Linked DNA regions of Mus musculus: region 1 is linked to region 2. Evidence: chromatin contacts called from public Micro-C data. All regions are on one chromosome and are shown on one strand. The core of a region is the stretch at or near the end of the contact, and the rest is flanking DNA. Distances in the headings are between cores, read along the strand shown.

Evidence for each region. Hi-C and Micro-C count contacts between places; a contact is called where the count stands out from the background.
Region 1: a contact with region 2 is called in a Micro-C map of muscle stem cells, with 4 times the contacts expected there. The contact joins two enhancer-like sites. A contact is called at or near these places in 5 of 484 Hi-C or Micro-C datasets (cerebral cortex, cortical neurons, frontal cortex and 2 more) and 3 of 115 datasets of contacts at active chromatin or transcription factors (embryonic hindbrain, embryonic stem cells and oligodendrocyte precursor cells).

The regions. Positions count from the first base shown.
Region 1 is chr2:13,187,603-13,194,991 of GRCm38.p6, forward strand. All of the region lies in intron 7 of Rsu1 (Ras suppressor protein 1), which reads right to left. Among named protein-coding and RNA genes, the nearest start is that of Rsu1, 80 kb to the right of the region's middle. Within about 2 kb of position 1,384, at least 26 of the 459 cell types and tissues checked have an H3K27ac peak or open chromatin away from gene starts, as enhancers often do. A contact at or near this core is called in muscle stem cells, where this site is marked.
Region 2 is chr2:12,696,763-12,704,168 of GRCm38.p6, forward strand. No RefSeq gene overlaps it. Among named protein-coding and RNA genes, the nearest start is that of Pter, 220 kb to the right of the region's middle. Within about 2 kb of position 2,784, at least 16 of the 459 cell types and tissues checked have an H3K27ac peak or open chromatin away from gene starts, as enhancers often do. A contact at or near this core is called in muscle stem cells, where this site is marked.

The sequences.
Region 1 (7,389 bases), core at 134-2,633, 490 kb after region 2:
CAGTAATGTTCCCAATGGTAAGAACATTTTCTCCCTGTCTGACCTCATCACCACTTTCATAGGATGATGGCTGAACTTAGGGTGTCACTGTAATGCAGCTCAGGCGCTTTCTCACAAGGAAGCAGAGAACAAAATTAACTTTATTTTTTATTTATATATAAATACCCTTGAATCCAATTTTATTAAAGGTTAAGTCAGGGATCAACCAACTACACAGATCCTAAACTTAAGTTATATGTAAAAAAGGCTTGTTTTGGCTTTGTTTCATGCTCAGGAGCTTATATTTTTATTACCTCGGTGCTATGTGTAATATTCTCTGCAGAGGCTGTGGATGATAAGGGTGTGGATACTATGTCACATGAAATAGGTACTAGGATAATTAACAATGCTGAATGACATAATCACTGAGTCTACAGCTATGACTGATAATTTTAACTTAATTTTCAATGAATTCCAAAATTTCACACGCCAACAAAAAATTATAAATGTTTTTAGGCTACGTATTAACAAGCCATTTTAATGAGTGTCAATTAAATCTATTTTCACTGATTATTAGCATTAAAATATTTTTTAAAAAGGCAGCAACGGTGTGTTGTTATATGCCACATGTGAACAAACACACGGGTACACAATTAGACCCTACTAACCATAATGAAAGCAAAAGCTATACACTACAGCAGAGTAAACCGTAGGGGGTGGGGAGAATGGAAGTATAGCTTTTACTTGTGGAGACAACAGTATCCTTTTGTTTCCTGAGTGACAAAAGGCAATGAGTACCTAATTATTATGGTTTGGATATGAAATTCTGCAGATGGGCTTATGGGATGAACACCTGGCCTCCAGCTGAAAAAGGCTTGGACACTTTAGAAGGTGGGGCTGAGATAAGGAAGCAGTCACTGGAGTGGGGAGATGTGCTTTTGGGGGTTTTTGTAACCTTGTCCCTAATCTCCCACCCCTATTATAGGCTCTACCCTCGCTGCCCTGCCCACCATGATGTTCTGTCCAATCAGATGGGACCAAAAGATAGGTATGTGTAGGTGTGTGTGTGTGTGTGTGTGTGTGTGTGTGTGTGTGTGTGTTGGGGACAGGAAAATAAACCCTCGGCAACTTTGAGCCAAAGTAAGAACTTCTTCTTATAAGTGACTCTCACAGGTATTTTGGTTACAATATAAAAGTTACTAATGGACTCACAGAAACAGCCATTGTCATATTCTTTACTGTTGATCCAAATTCCGGCAGAGGTCAGGGACATACACTAATACAGTCTAAACCTTCTAACAGTGCAGCATAAGAAATATGAATGCAAAGCAAGACTACGACTCAGGGGGAAAGAGTCTACCACACGGCTTACGGATTTACTTTGATAATGTATGACTCCTAACATAAAAAGCATTGCTATAAATAGCCCGGGGAAAATGGAGTTCTACCACACTTCTGGATGTGGGCGAGGATGATTTCACCATTACATCAGGAATCTTGTTTCCAAGTATTTTTGGAACGCCAACTGCTTCAGGTTAAAAATACGAAATACTGTCACAGTAACAATTAACAAAAAAAGAAAGTACTATCATACTCTACTCAAGAAGAAAACAATCAACAATTACAAAACCATTTTCACCGCGTGAAGGTGGCTTGGAAGCTCAGTTTATGTATAGGGAAAAAAACAACCCTAAGCTTGAATGAGTCAAACTCTGGCTTGGTTCCACGTATTAGCACTTCTAATCCACTTTCCTGGTTGCAACTGGTTTCTAGAGCCTTGCCTCCCCCCAAATACCAGTTGGCTAACTAGGACTTTCCAATCACCCTGACATTCCTGACCATCACCAATCTTAATACTGGCATTAGAAAAAAAAAAGAATTTTTATCCCTGTATTATCTCCCTACACCACCAGCTCCTGCTATTGACCCTGTCTTCTCTTAGCTTAGTTTCATATCCTCAACTCCCCCCCCCCCCCACATACACACACACCTCGGTGTGCACTTGTGTGTAGGTTGTGGGTGGGTGGTCACAGTTGCTATGTTCATGACTGTAATGGACATGTCATTTCTAGAAGACAGTACTATATATGGTACTCCTCCCATCTCTGGCTCTTACATCCTTCCCACCCCCTCTTCAGGAATGTTCCCTAGCCTCCAAGTGAGTGATTAAAGATGCCCCAGTACCTTGACAGGATATGAATCTTTGCTTTGTTCAAAATAATGGCTTCAAGTAGTGAACCAATTATTCCAAGAGAACATGGAATATTTCATTTTATATATTATTCCTATTTAGTTAAAGCTAGCATATAGAAAGCTTAAAGAAACTTTTGTTGTTGTTGTTGTTTAGTTTGATGCTACAAACTGTGAGGGAAGAACATTCAAGGGCCAAGTCTCCTAGTTGACATCATTAGAACAGCCAATGGAGAAGCCTGGGGTTCACAAAGCTATACTCCACAAAATCGTCAGAGTTGTTGGCTTAAATTTTAAACAACTGTTCCTTAAAATACAGTGCCATTGATAACTACTACAGAGAAAATCCAACGAATCACCTTCCAAATAATTTTCCATCAGATAACACGGTGTTTGAGTGGGCTGTCTACGGTCACATCAGTCTTTCCTGTTCTTGAACCCGGTTTCCTCAATGTTCTGATCAAGCTTAACGCCTTCATTGTTGCCTCTTCAGATGGTAACCTGCACTGTACTTCCTCACAGAAGGCCTGGCACTTCACTTTCCTAACACTCATTACACTTCACAACACATTTGATGACTATCTTCCTGTCCTGATGGTTTTTATGACAACTTAACAGAAGCTAGAGTCCTCGGAAAGGAGAGAGCTTTAGCTGGGACAATCCCTTCATAAGATCTGGTACTAATCACTAAATTTTTTAATTAGTGATTCATGGGAAAAGGCCTAGCCCTTGTGGGTGGGGCCATCCATGGGCTGGTGGTCCTGGGTTCTATAATAAAGCAGGCTGAGCAAGCCATGGGGAGCAACCCAGTAAACAGCACTACTCAATGGCCTCTGCATCAGGTCCTGCCTCTGGGTTTCTGTCCTGTTTGAGTTCCTGTCCTAGCTTTCTTAAATGATGGACTATAGTATGGAAATATAAGCCAAATATACCTTGTCTTCCCCAAATTGCTTTTTGGTTATGGTGTTTCATTGCAGCAACAGAAACCCTAACTAAGATACTCACGCTTTGTCTGTTTCTCTAGCTTCATCATAAGTTTCCAGGGCACTGAGGATACAGAGATCTTATTCAAGACAACGCCTGGCACCATTTCAAGCATCTCCCCCTACAAACTCTCTAAGGCTTATTTAGAAAGATCTGTGTGTGTGCCCCTAGGATGTGACCACACCCAAATGGGTGTTCTATAGTATCTTTCACTGTGCAGGCAGAAAGCACAAAGATGCTTGCTTTAATTAACTATAACTCAAGACCGAGGAAGCATTAAAGAGCCAGAGTCCAACCCAGACACTTTCTACATATGAGCTTAGAGCTCAAAAGAAGCTGCGCTTTGAGAAGGGGCTTTACAGTTAAGAAAACAAGAAAGGGTTCCTCAAGCAGGAAAGTCCCAGGAGCCAGCAAGGGGTAGAGCTGGAATTCAAATCAATTCCTGGTTTAGGGACTGGGCTGGGTTAACATTAAAAAGACCCTGCTGGTTTTATTGCGACACCTTCTATTCACCCTATTCCTGCCTATCAATCCCACTCACCATAAGAGTATCAATGGTCAGTCCCCTTTGATAGGCTGCCTGGTCAGGGCAGATGGCTGAGTAGGACTGAAAAAGGCAATGCCATGGTTGTGACATAAAACATACACTCTCCTGTGAGGCATTCTGGGTAGTCACCGAACACAGTATTCCAGGCCCCCTCCCCCCATAATACTGATACAGAAAAAGCAAATATCAAATAGAAATAATATGCAGTTACCCATCACTCTAGAGAATGTATTATACAGATGACCTGTGAACACTTCAAAAGACAACACAATGTCAAAAATGTGGTTAGGAAATGCCCAGCAACTCACTTCATAGTTGGTTCTGGGTAAGTAGAAAGCACTCTGCTCTACTTCTTGCTAAACACGTCCTTATGCATTTGAGTTTTTCCCATATTAAGTCAACCCATCAGGAATAAACTCTTTTGTGCACCTAATAACTGCAGTCCCCTCTTGCATATAAGCACAGGTAGCATGTATGTCTAGTCATCATTAACCTTCCTTTGGTGACCGCACAGGTTTTATTGTTTGTTTGGTGTGTGTGTGTGTGTGTGTGTGTGTGTGTGTGCGTGTATGTGTGTGTACATAACCCATGAACACAACAAAGTCTCACTTTGTCTTGTAACTCAGGCTGGCCTGGAACTTGCTATGTTGCCAAGTCTGGCCCCCAGCTCATGATCTTCCTGCTCTGTTTTGTTGTTGTTGTTACTGCTGTTGTTGTAGTTGTTATCTCATAAGCCTCTGCACTTATTATTCTGCTCGGGACACAGTAACAAAGAACCACAGTCTCCAAGCCTTAGTGTTAGTAAGCTTTCTATTACGGTGACCAAAACTACCTGATGGAAATAACAGGGAGGGGGGCTTTCTTTTGGCTGTTGGCTTTTGTCTTGGCTCAACAGACTTAAGCAAAACATCAAGGCGGCAGAGGCAAGTGGCAAGGAGAAGCTTATCAGCTCATAGCTGACTAGAAAGGAGAAAGCAAGACAGGAAGTGGCCAAGGACAAGATACCCACCCCCAAGAACCTACCTCAGGGTCCAACTCACTCCAGCTAGGTTTAACCTCCCTAAGTTTTAGAGCCTTCTCAATAGCTCCACCCTCTGGAGAACAATAATCAAAACATAGGAGAACATCATACATTCAAACCACCATAACTTTAAAAAAAAAAAAAAAAAGGTCTTTTCAGAGCTAGAGACTTAAAGTCCAAATTCAGGGTTAGTTTCACCCATTTCTCCTTGGCTTGTGCCTTGCTGCCTCCAGCACTTGGATCGGCTGGTGTTTCCTCTATCCAAGCCTATACCTGCTATCTCCGTAAAGCTATATATCCTTTCTATAAGGATAAAGGCCTACCCCCCCCCCAAAAGACTAGTTAAGTTAATTGAATGATTTCTTACCTCTGTCCCCCAATATAGTCACATTCAGAGGTTCTAGGAATGACAACTTAGACATAGGAAGGAAAGACAAAATCAGCCCAGAAGAGTTTGTCCGATTTCGCTGCTGCAGGAGTAGAAAGACTGTTCTAACTATCACCTTCAATTTAGTCAAGATACTTAACCATTCACAAACACTGATTTAGCACCCTTAAAAACAAAACCGTAAGGTAAAGAAACCATGCCTAAGGGACTAATGGTATAGTAATGTAACGCATGGGTTTGAACAGTTAACAGGTGGGACCAGCTGGAGGAGTGCTGCTTATAGAAATCTAAGTGAACAAGGAGGAGATTACAGGAAAAGGGAGAAGTCTCCAGAGACCCAAACCAGGGATGCTAAGGAAAACAATTGAACATGGGAGGAGGGCTTAGAGAGGCAGGTGGGGACAGATCATTAGGAGCTTCATGAGCCTTGTAAAAAAAAGCTCTGCTTTTTCTACACATGCTAAGAAACAAAGGGAGGACTCCTTCTACAGAGCCAAGGAGTCCAACCCCCTCCCCAAGAAGCACTGTAGTCACTCTATAGAGAGGAAGCGCATCCCAAGGCTTATTTGGGTGTGGCCATGAACCACGGCAGGGAATTAGTGATTTGCTAGGTATGATGGCAAATGGAAATATTTTTCCATTTTTTTTCTTTATGACCTGACCAAGATACGTACTTTAATGTTAGTGGGTTCACACACTTGCACATCAACCCGCTTTTCTGAGTAGCTGAGAAATGAGGAGAAGGCACTCACCGTGCCAAGAGAAGAGAGCATTCTGGTACTCCGTCCTATCTGGGCATCTCCACTCAACCCTCTGATGAATGTTTGCTGACAACATGACATTGGTCAATTATTATTTTTTTTTTGTCTCTGTATTTCAGACGCTTCATCTGTAAGATGAGTATTATATGTGTCAATATCCACCCTTTATATGGGATTTTAAATGTAAAGCCTGTCGACAATACTGTCTTTGAAACTCTGTGGCAGGGGTGTGTGCTAGTCTGTACTTCTCTGCTCCCACTGGTGAACTTCCAACTTGATCAGGCATGGGGGCTGACACTCAGGCTTCCAGAAAACTTACAGGAAAGCCTCAAAGGGAGGGGCAGAGAGGTACAAACTCAGATTCCCTGACTGTGGTAAGGAACATCAAAGTGCAATATCCCCCTGGCAGCACAACACCTCCAGTCATTAAGCCTCCTCTCTCGGGCTTTTCCACCTCTCAGAAGTGTTATTCTAGGACCAGTATCTTTAATGCCTGAAACTTGTGAAGCATTTATGATCCAAACTATGTCAAGGTTAGAACCCACGAATAATAAAATTTAATATTAGGCTAGGTGGCACACATTTAGAATTCCAACACGAGGGAGACTGAGGCAAGAGGACTGTAAATTCCAGGCTACCTTTGGTATGTGTATAGGTTATTTGACCATCCCCCAAAAGATTAAAAATCAATTTTAAAAAATCAGAAGTACAGTTAAGTACTTTTAAGACACAGGTCTAAAACTGCAGATCTTTACTCCCCCCCTCACCCCTTTTCCAAACCCAATCCCCCAGCCTCATCCCTGGCTCTGTAGCAGATTATGAGCTTCAGCCTCCCCTTCCTCCCGGCCCCCATCTCTAGCAGATCACATAGATCTTCCCTAATAAATGTCCTTTCTCCCAGTCAATGCTTTATCCAGCCCTAACTGTCCCAGGCATTCAAATCCAGTCCCCCAGTCTCACCTCTAACTGTGTAGCAGGCAACAGCTGTGGCATGCCCTCCTCTCTGCCTCCATCTCCAGCTGATCACACAGAACTTCTCCTCCAGCCTTCTTCCCCATCCATGGGGTTTTCCCAGCCCCCAGCTCCAGCAGCCATTCCCTGGGTACCAGCCAGCCAAGCCAGCCAGAGAAGCAGGGAGGCAGAGAAGCAGGGAGCCAAGCTTCAGATCTCCCTTCTCTCTTCCCTCTCCCTCCTCTCCTCCAACTCCAGAGCCCTAGGCTTATCCCCAGGTCTATATAGGACTGTCTGTTCTGGCCTCTCCCTACTCTCTGCACCCATCCCTAGGGTGCAGGCCTAGAAACAGATGGTCAACAGAAAATGAACTCAACGCCATCTTTGGAGGTTCCTTGTTTCATAATGTCATGCCAGGGTTTTTTGATTGTCTTCATTTTTCAAATTTATCTTTTCAAAAAATATATATATATGTATATATGTAACACATATGTATATAGTTCTCTCTTTTACCTACAGGTCCTTTGTGTATATATTATGGCTCTCAGTTTAGTGATCTTATAAAATT
Region 2 (7,406 bases), core at 1,534-4,033:
GGATTGTGTGGCATATCAAGATGCAGCCAAAAAGATCTGGATAGCAGAGTGAGACCTCTTATGATACATGGAAAATAAGCCTCGTTAACTGTAAGAAACTTGACATAAATTGACAGCCAGTTTTTCCTGAACATGTTTGCTATGTTTTGAATATTCCTAAGATAGGAATCCAGGGCCTAATCTCACGGTTTCCAAAGAAATAACTTCTTAATGGGCAAGACTTCCAGGGGGAAAGAGGCAGCATGGTCATCATCCCAGAAAAAGAACAAGAACAAAAACAGAAAACATACTAAACCAAAACAAAGAATAACAGAACTAAATAGAAGGTGTGCCCTTTTCTCCCCTCCCCTCCCCCTCTTTCCTTTTTCTCTCCCCCTTCCCTTCCCTCTTTTCTCTCCCTCCTTCTCCCCTGTTTTCCCCGTTTCCCTTCCCCTCCCCTTACTTTTACCCTCCCCCTTCCCTCTCCTTCTCCCTCTCTCTCCTCCTCCTCCTTCTTCATTTTCTTTCTATTAGTCTCGCAATTCCTGCCCACTTTCCTTTCCACTCTTTTCCATATTAGTACTTGCTAATAAGTGGGGAAGTCCAGCTCTGAATCTGAAGGCTCTTCATATTCTCACTAGAATGAGTCAGTTACCATCCAGCTGCTCCCTTCCTGTACTGCCACAGTCTTCTTCCCCCTACAGCAGGCATCTCTCTCTCCTCTCTCTCTCTCTCTCTCTCTCTCTCTCTCTCTCTCTCTCTCTCTCTCCATGCCCTGAACTTTTACAAAAGTCTTAATCATAGCAACACTCACTGTTGCCTACATACCAGTGATAATGTGTGTTCTGTTCCAGATTTTTATTTATTTAGACATCCTCAGGTGGGTATTTTTAACCTTTAATCTTTTTCTCTTAATTGTTTAGAATATTCCTTTTCTTAGTAGAATGGATGAAATTTCAAGATAATATGGAAATTTCCAGAAGAAAAGCTTTTCAATATAATTTTTTCTTAAATATGTAACTACAACCTGTTCAGTCCATATAGTGTTGCTTGCATGTATATGATTTCAGAGTTCACTACTTGGTTTTGAACCAATTTGAGGGCTCTTCCCCGGGAAAGACTATTTCTAACTTCAGTGATACAATTAACCTTTTTTTGTTTTGTTTTGTTTGTTTGTTTGTTTGTTTTTTATGAGTGAAGAGACTCCTACACAGAGTGCATTCCTTGCTGCTCTGTGTGCTGTTTCACAAGGACTGTAGATACAGGTAGATTGAGCTGAAGTGGAAATTTCTGGTTTCTGTAACTTAGTTGTGCCATGTGATGTTGTTCTGGAAGTTATCTTGTGAGAGGGTATGCAATGTTTTGCTAAAAACAGATATTTATGAGGGTATGTGATGGTTAGAACGAATACAAATGGAACCCACATAACGTGAGAGGACACTCTTGCATTAATATATTGTTGCTTTAATGGTCTTCCCTGGTCTTCATTGGTCTTTGTTGGTCTTCAGTTTGTAGAGAGAAATGCACCAAAGTACTTCTCATGGTATTCTGGCCAATTCCAGCCACTTTCGCTGACTCTCGGTACCAACTGGGCAGAGCCTTGCAGCTTCTGCTAAACCATACTGGTGCTATTGATTTGTGTTTGGTGTTTGCTATTGAATTCAACTGCTGGTATTCTGACAAGGAAGGGTGGGATGGCCCCCCAAAAATATGTCTAAACAGGTCTACAACACATTTTTCCTACTAACCTTTTCCCCCTACATTTGGTAGGTGGGTTAGAAGGGAGGTTGAAGCATTTAAGAACTCTAAATAAGGTAGGCTTTGAAAAAAATCTAATCTTATATTAAGCAGAAAGACAGAAGAGTGCATGCCTTAGAGGCCAATGGCATATGTCTAGCTTTTGGGACTACTGCTCACTGGCCCGTAGAAAGAAACTTTCCTACCTGATATTCAATTTCCTTGTTTGCAGGATAAGAAAATGGTTGCATATGTCACATACAGATAAAAATGAAAACTATTACAAAGGCCAATAAGTGTATGGCCCAGAGATAATAGTAAATGTTGGCTATTTATTTAAATGTAAATCAAATCATAAATTACTTTTAGTTAGATCTAAGGTGAACTCTGCCTAAGAGTAACTGGTTGACTATTCATTACCGAGTATTCGTTATCATCTTCATGTGGGAATTTATTTGGTATTTTCATCTTTTTGTATCTGTTAAATGGTATAAGGATTCAAATTGAAGGTCATATCCTCCAAGCCCTTACCATTATTTGGCCTTATTAGCACCAAATGTTTGTTAATTTGCAAATGAAGTTTGAAATCCATTCTGACCTTGCCATGTGGTGGTACCACAGCCCATAACTGTTAGTTTATTATGCACTTTGAAGTAGGGTGGCAGATTACCGCTAGCTGGACAGCTGCCTACACCCATCCAACCCTTATAAGATTTCAAAGTAATTTTAGCTGCAGATATTTATTTTGAATTTACTCTGCAGCTAATGATAGGGATATTACATTTATTTTTAAGGCAATAGCTATTCTTTCAAGCAAATGATCAATGTCAAACAAATCACTTAGCTGTCTTATAGAACATTGCTTCTCTGAGGCTTTCCACTACCCGGGGCAAGAGGAAAGAACAGAATTAGAATCTAAAAGAGATCTGACGGCTGTCATTTCCACAATAGGAACGTTGACAGGTGGAATAAATAACTTCTGGAGACCAACTTGTTAAACTGGGTTAAAAGAAGATCTGTATGTGTGGCCCAGCCTGATGCTGCCTGCCAATCTGATTATATTTTATTACTCAGCTGAACTGTATGCCATGATTCAGTTTGTGGTTATCCAGAGGGGTCACAAGCTGCAGCAACTCATATTTCCTGAACATATTTTGGCAGAAATTGTGGATTGCTTTAAGAGAATGCCAACCAGTGTCAGAGATAAAGACAAAGGGCTTCTTTATAGTTATTTAACATTATCAAACTACCAGGCAAGGAAAAGCAGGCAGAAATCCTTTGTGGGATTCCAACATACATTCAGCCATATCACAGACCTGCATGGTCTCGTCTAAGAAATCAGACTCCATATATGGAGGTCCTGAGCATATCAAACAGAAAGACCTTATTTATAAATCTTGGTAACTCTGTCTTATGTTGTATTGAGGTCCCCTCCCTAATTACCTTCAGCATTCTTTCTGGGTCTTGGCCTCACTCATTTTTCATATATATCCCTAACATTACTTCCCTGATAATCCAGGAGTTTCATTTTCTCTCTGAACACATCGTTTTCCAGTTCTGCCAATTCTCTTTTTCTCTCCTGAAGCACTCTTGTATCTCCCTCTTTCCATGTATGTATTTATCCAGTAGTACTTTCATTCTTAACCAATTGATTCACCTTCTTACTAGCACCACAACCTTCCTTCTCCCGTGTCTGTCATTAGCAACTATGTGATCATGCATCAGGATAATCATTAACTTACTTTTGCCAATGCTAAGGTTGCTTCTTGAGATCCATGATGCTGTAGGGACCAATGCTGGATGCCAGCATTCAGGAAATGTTAACTATAAGAATAATTCCTGGCTTTGTGGCCACATTCATTATTGGATCTTTTTCTTGTATTTTCCATTTCAGAAGAAATATTCTGAGTCTACCCTACCCAAGATTAGCTTTTTCTCTATGGACTAATTCAGTAGTTTTCAGGTCCACACCAGTAATTTTTTTTTTATCATTCTGGGTTTTGGTTTTGTTTCTTCAGTTCTGAAAAACTGAGCTCAGGGCCTGGAGCATACTAGGCAAATGCTGTACCACTAATCCATATATACCACTGAATTACATGTATCATTGAGCCTCATGTACCACTGGGCTACATGTACCACTAACTCACATCCTTGGGACCAGAGATTTTGCTCTATGTGGTCCCAGCTATCCACAATCAGTCATTCTCTGAAAATAACAAGTGTGGTATTGTAAATATTGAAGATATTATAGATAATTAGTTCAGGAGTCTTAAGTTATACACAGTTTTGAATAGTACAATACAATCTCAGTTCATCCAGCTTGTATGGTAATCCACTTATTAGTTTAGTATGTTATATGTGCTCCTCAACCATTAATCACTCAATAGATAGTTTGGTTGTCAGATGAACTACCTTGGGTCATGCTGCTCATGTTCAGGAAACTCTGACCTAGTTGCCTAAATCTGTCCCACAATGCTTCTAGCACTTTCTTCCCTTCATCTCTTCATGTAGGTACTATTCCACATTACCACAAGAAGGTAAGTTTTATACATGAAAAAATAACCTTGAGAGGTCATATTTATACCCCAGGTATTGTTATTATTCTACTTTATTGTGAATTTGCAATGATCTTGTCATGTCTAAATTATAAATTACATAACATCATAGGCATTTCTGGACAGACTTTTGCTGTATCTTGTGTCAGGTATCCATTGGGAATCTTGGAAGATAGCTTAGCAAGAATGAGGAGTGGGGACTGTACCACCTTCTATGCTTTATTAATATCTCACACTAGCAATTTCACTTCTCTTAATCTCTCCTTTTCCATCACTCAGTATATAAATATGCACACATATACACATATACACCCTGCAGCTCCTAACCTCTTCTTTTTATAATTACACTCCGATTAAGCTAACCTATATTTATTAATTGCCCCTTTCCAAGTCCTTTCTTACTATTGCATAAAATTTCCCATTGGCAAAACAATGATTTATGACTCATTAGTGGTATGGACATTCAATGTCACTTTTAGGTTGTCATTTATTGAACTTAAGAGTCATGGCGCTAGTCCATTTTCCAGAAGCCATGCATTCATTTGTTCCCCTGCAATCCTAGGAAGTGGGCATCAGAAGAGAAACAGAAACTAAGTGCGTCTAGTCAGCCACCATCTCTACACTGAGGAAATCTTACAAGGTAAACAGTGCTTTCTATGGAAGCATAGAGTTGAGAGGAAGACCAATTCTAAGCTAGCGAACAAACACCACAGTTATGCCAACTGAGATGAAAGCTCCTGAGGAGACACAGGGTTCCATGATTTACAATGAGGGCAACCCCTGGGAGAAGTCACAGGAAGACTTCTCTAAGAAGTAATAGATTAGTTGATAGCTGAAGATCGGAGCATATCTGCTATGCAGATGACAGGAGTGGCCCAAGAATGAGAACCACCATGTTTGGAATCAATCTCATGGGCTGGACAAGATCTTTGGAGGCTGGGCCTCGCTATGGTCTTGTCTAATGACCTCAGACAGTTATGCATGGAATAACTCCTTCTCTCTCATGACACTGTGTGTGTATCCCATGTTTTCCCACTGCACCACAGACATCCCTAGGGTAGGCATACATATGCTTAGCAAACACTAAGCAATAAAATATAAGAAAATATGGCAATGTATTCTGAGGTGCATCCTGTCCTCTCCCCACCCCCAATTGACTGAGAGGAGAGTGAATTCATTAGGATCTTTAGAGTCTATGTGGTTGCTGCTGTGCCTCAGTTTTCTTTCACCTGTTTTTACCTCATGAGCGAGGGCAGCCAGCTGCTGGTAATCGAAATGAGTAACAAGAATTAACGACTGGGGTCTAATTCCCTCATAGGACTTTGGTATTTCTCCATGCCTTTGTTTCTTTAACCATTAGGGTTTATATCAAACTATCTCCAGTTAGCATACAAGTTCGGCTCATGAAAATATTAAAACATGGTAAATTTTTCTGGGGAGATTTATGAATATGCATGTAGGAAGCTGTTCTTCCTTCAGCGTGGCCTCCTGGAGAGAATTCTGAGCTGGAAGGTCAAAGCCCCGAGTTTTATTCTGGGCTTTGCTCCTCACTTGCTCCGTGACCTTGGCCAAGGTGCTTAGCCACTCCACAGGCAACTGTTCCTGGGTTGATGAAGACGTGAGTGATGGTGGCTGAGACCGCCTTCCATATAGTGAAAGCAGGAAGATTAATGAGATACTGTTTATAAAGCACTCTGAACTCTCGGGGAAAGAGGAGCCGTAGAAACACAGAATACAGCTATTGTCATTCAATAACATGCTTACTGTGCATTCCCTGTGCCTTTCTCAAAAATCGGGGATGGGTAGTGAAGTCAGCATGTATAGATGCTATCCTGTAACCCCCTTCCCCCTACAGTAAGCTACCTATTACATTGGTCCTAATCTCATTTCCTGTATGTGTGATCTAGCTTTAGAATGAAAAGGCCAAACCCAGACTCTTTCAGCCATTCAAGTTGTTTTAAAACATAACAACTTACTGGCCATGTTTTTTTAAACCTCTGACAAGGGGAGATCACCTTAGAGTGAGATCAGGTCCCTACTTTCCTGGTAAGCAACTCAAGGGACAAGCTGGTTAATGAAAATTTCAATCTATTCTGCACCTCTATCTCCTAAGCCACTAAGTGAGCCATGGGGTGGCAACCAAATTCCATGTTCTCATTTACTTCTCTATGAGCTTGGAAGTCCTTTTTGAGGGAGGGGCTGAAAGAAAGAGGGGGACAAAAGGCACCGGTAATATGCACTCATACTGATTAGCCACACACAATCAGAAGTTGACTCCATTGTGGTCATGACACGGCGGCACTGTGAGGTTGACCACCCTTCCCTTCATTTGGACACATTGTGCTTCAAAGAGTGTGTTTTTCAGAACTGGCTGTCTCTTACATGTAAGGCCTTAATATTCAGAATGTGTGGAATGTGGAAAAATTGATGCTCTGCTGAGAATCTCAATCTCGCATTAGCAGACTCTTTTGCATTTAATTTTGTCCGCTGTTTATATTAAAGGCAGAGAGGTTTCTTTTGACACAGAGACTTTTAAAATGCATGTAGGTAAGTCCTTTTAAGTACCCGATTTTTCATCTTCTTGTTAGGATGGATGCAGAAAGCTCTTTGCCCAGACTCTAAAGTTCCAGGTGACCCAGGGCAGTGACAGCTGTGTTGACCTTATTGCTTGTTTGTTTTAAGGGTGGGGTGAATGGAAGAAGTCAAGGTCTGAATTCATTTAGTTGCAGATGTTGTATCACTGTTTGGATACGGCTGATTGCCTCTAAGATATACAAAAATTTAGGAAAAAATGTATTAAGTTGTTAAAAAATAATTCTGAGTTTAGCTGAAATCTCTCAGCATTGTACATATTAAAAAAATAAAACATAGAAACTAGAGTCCTGCATTAACTTTCTTTGTTCTTACCTGGTGTGGCACACTTCTCTTACCATGAGAGAACTATGTTTTTGGGGATTCCTGGGATGAAATGTTCCATTGCAAATCATATTAGAATGATGCAAATTATCACGTGTAAATTTTAGGTAATCTTCCAAATGGCATTTGCTCTATCTTGATTTCAGTCCACAATGTCCTTGTAGGACTAAAGACGAAATCTTCACGTTTGCTTTTCAGGACGGAGACAGAACAGGCTTT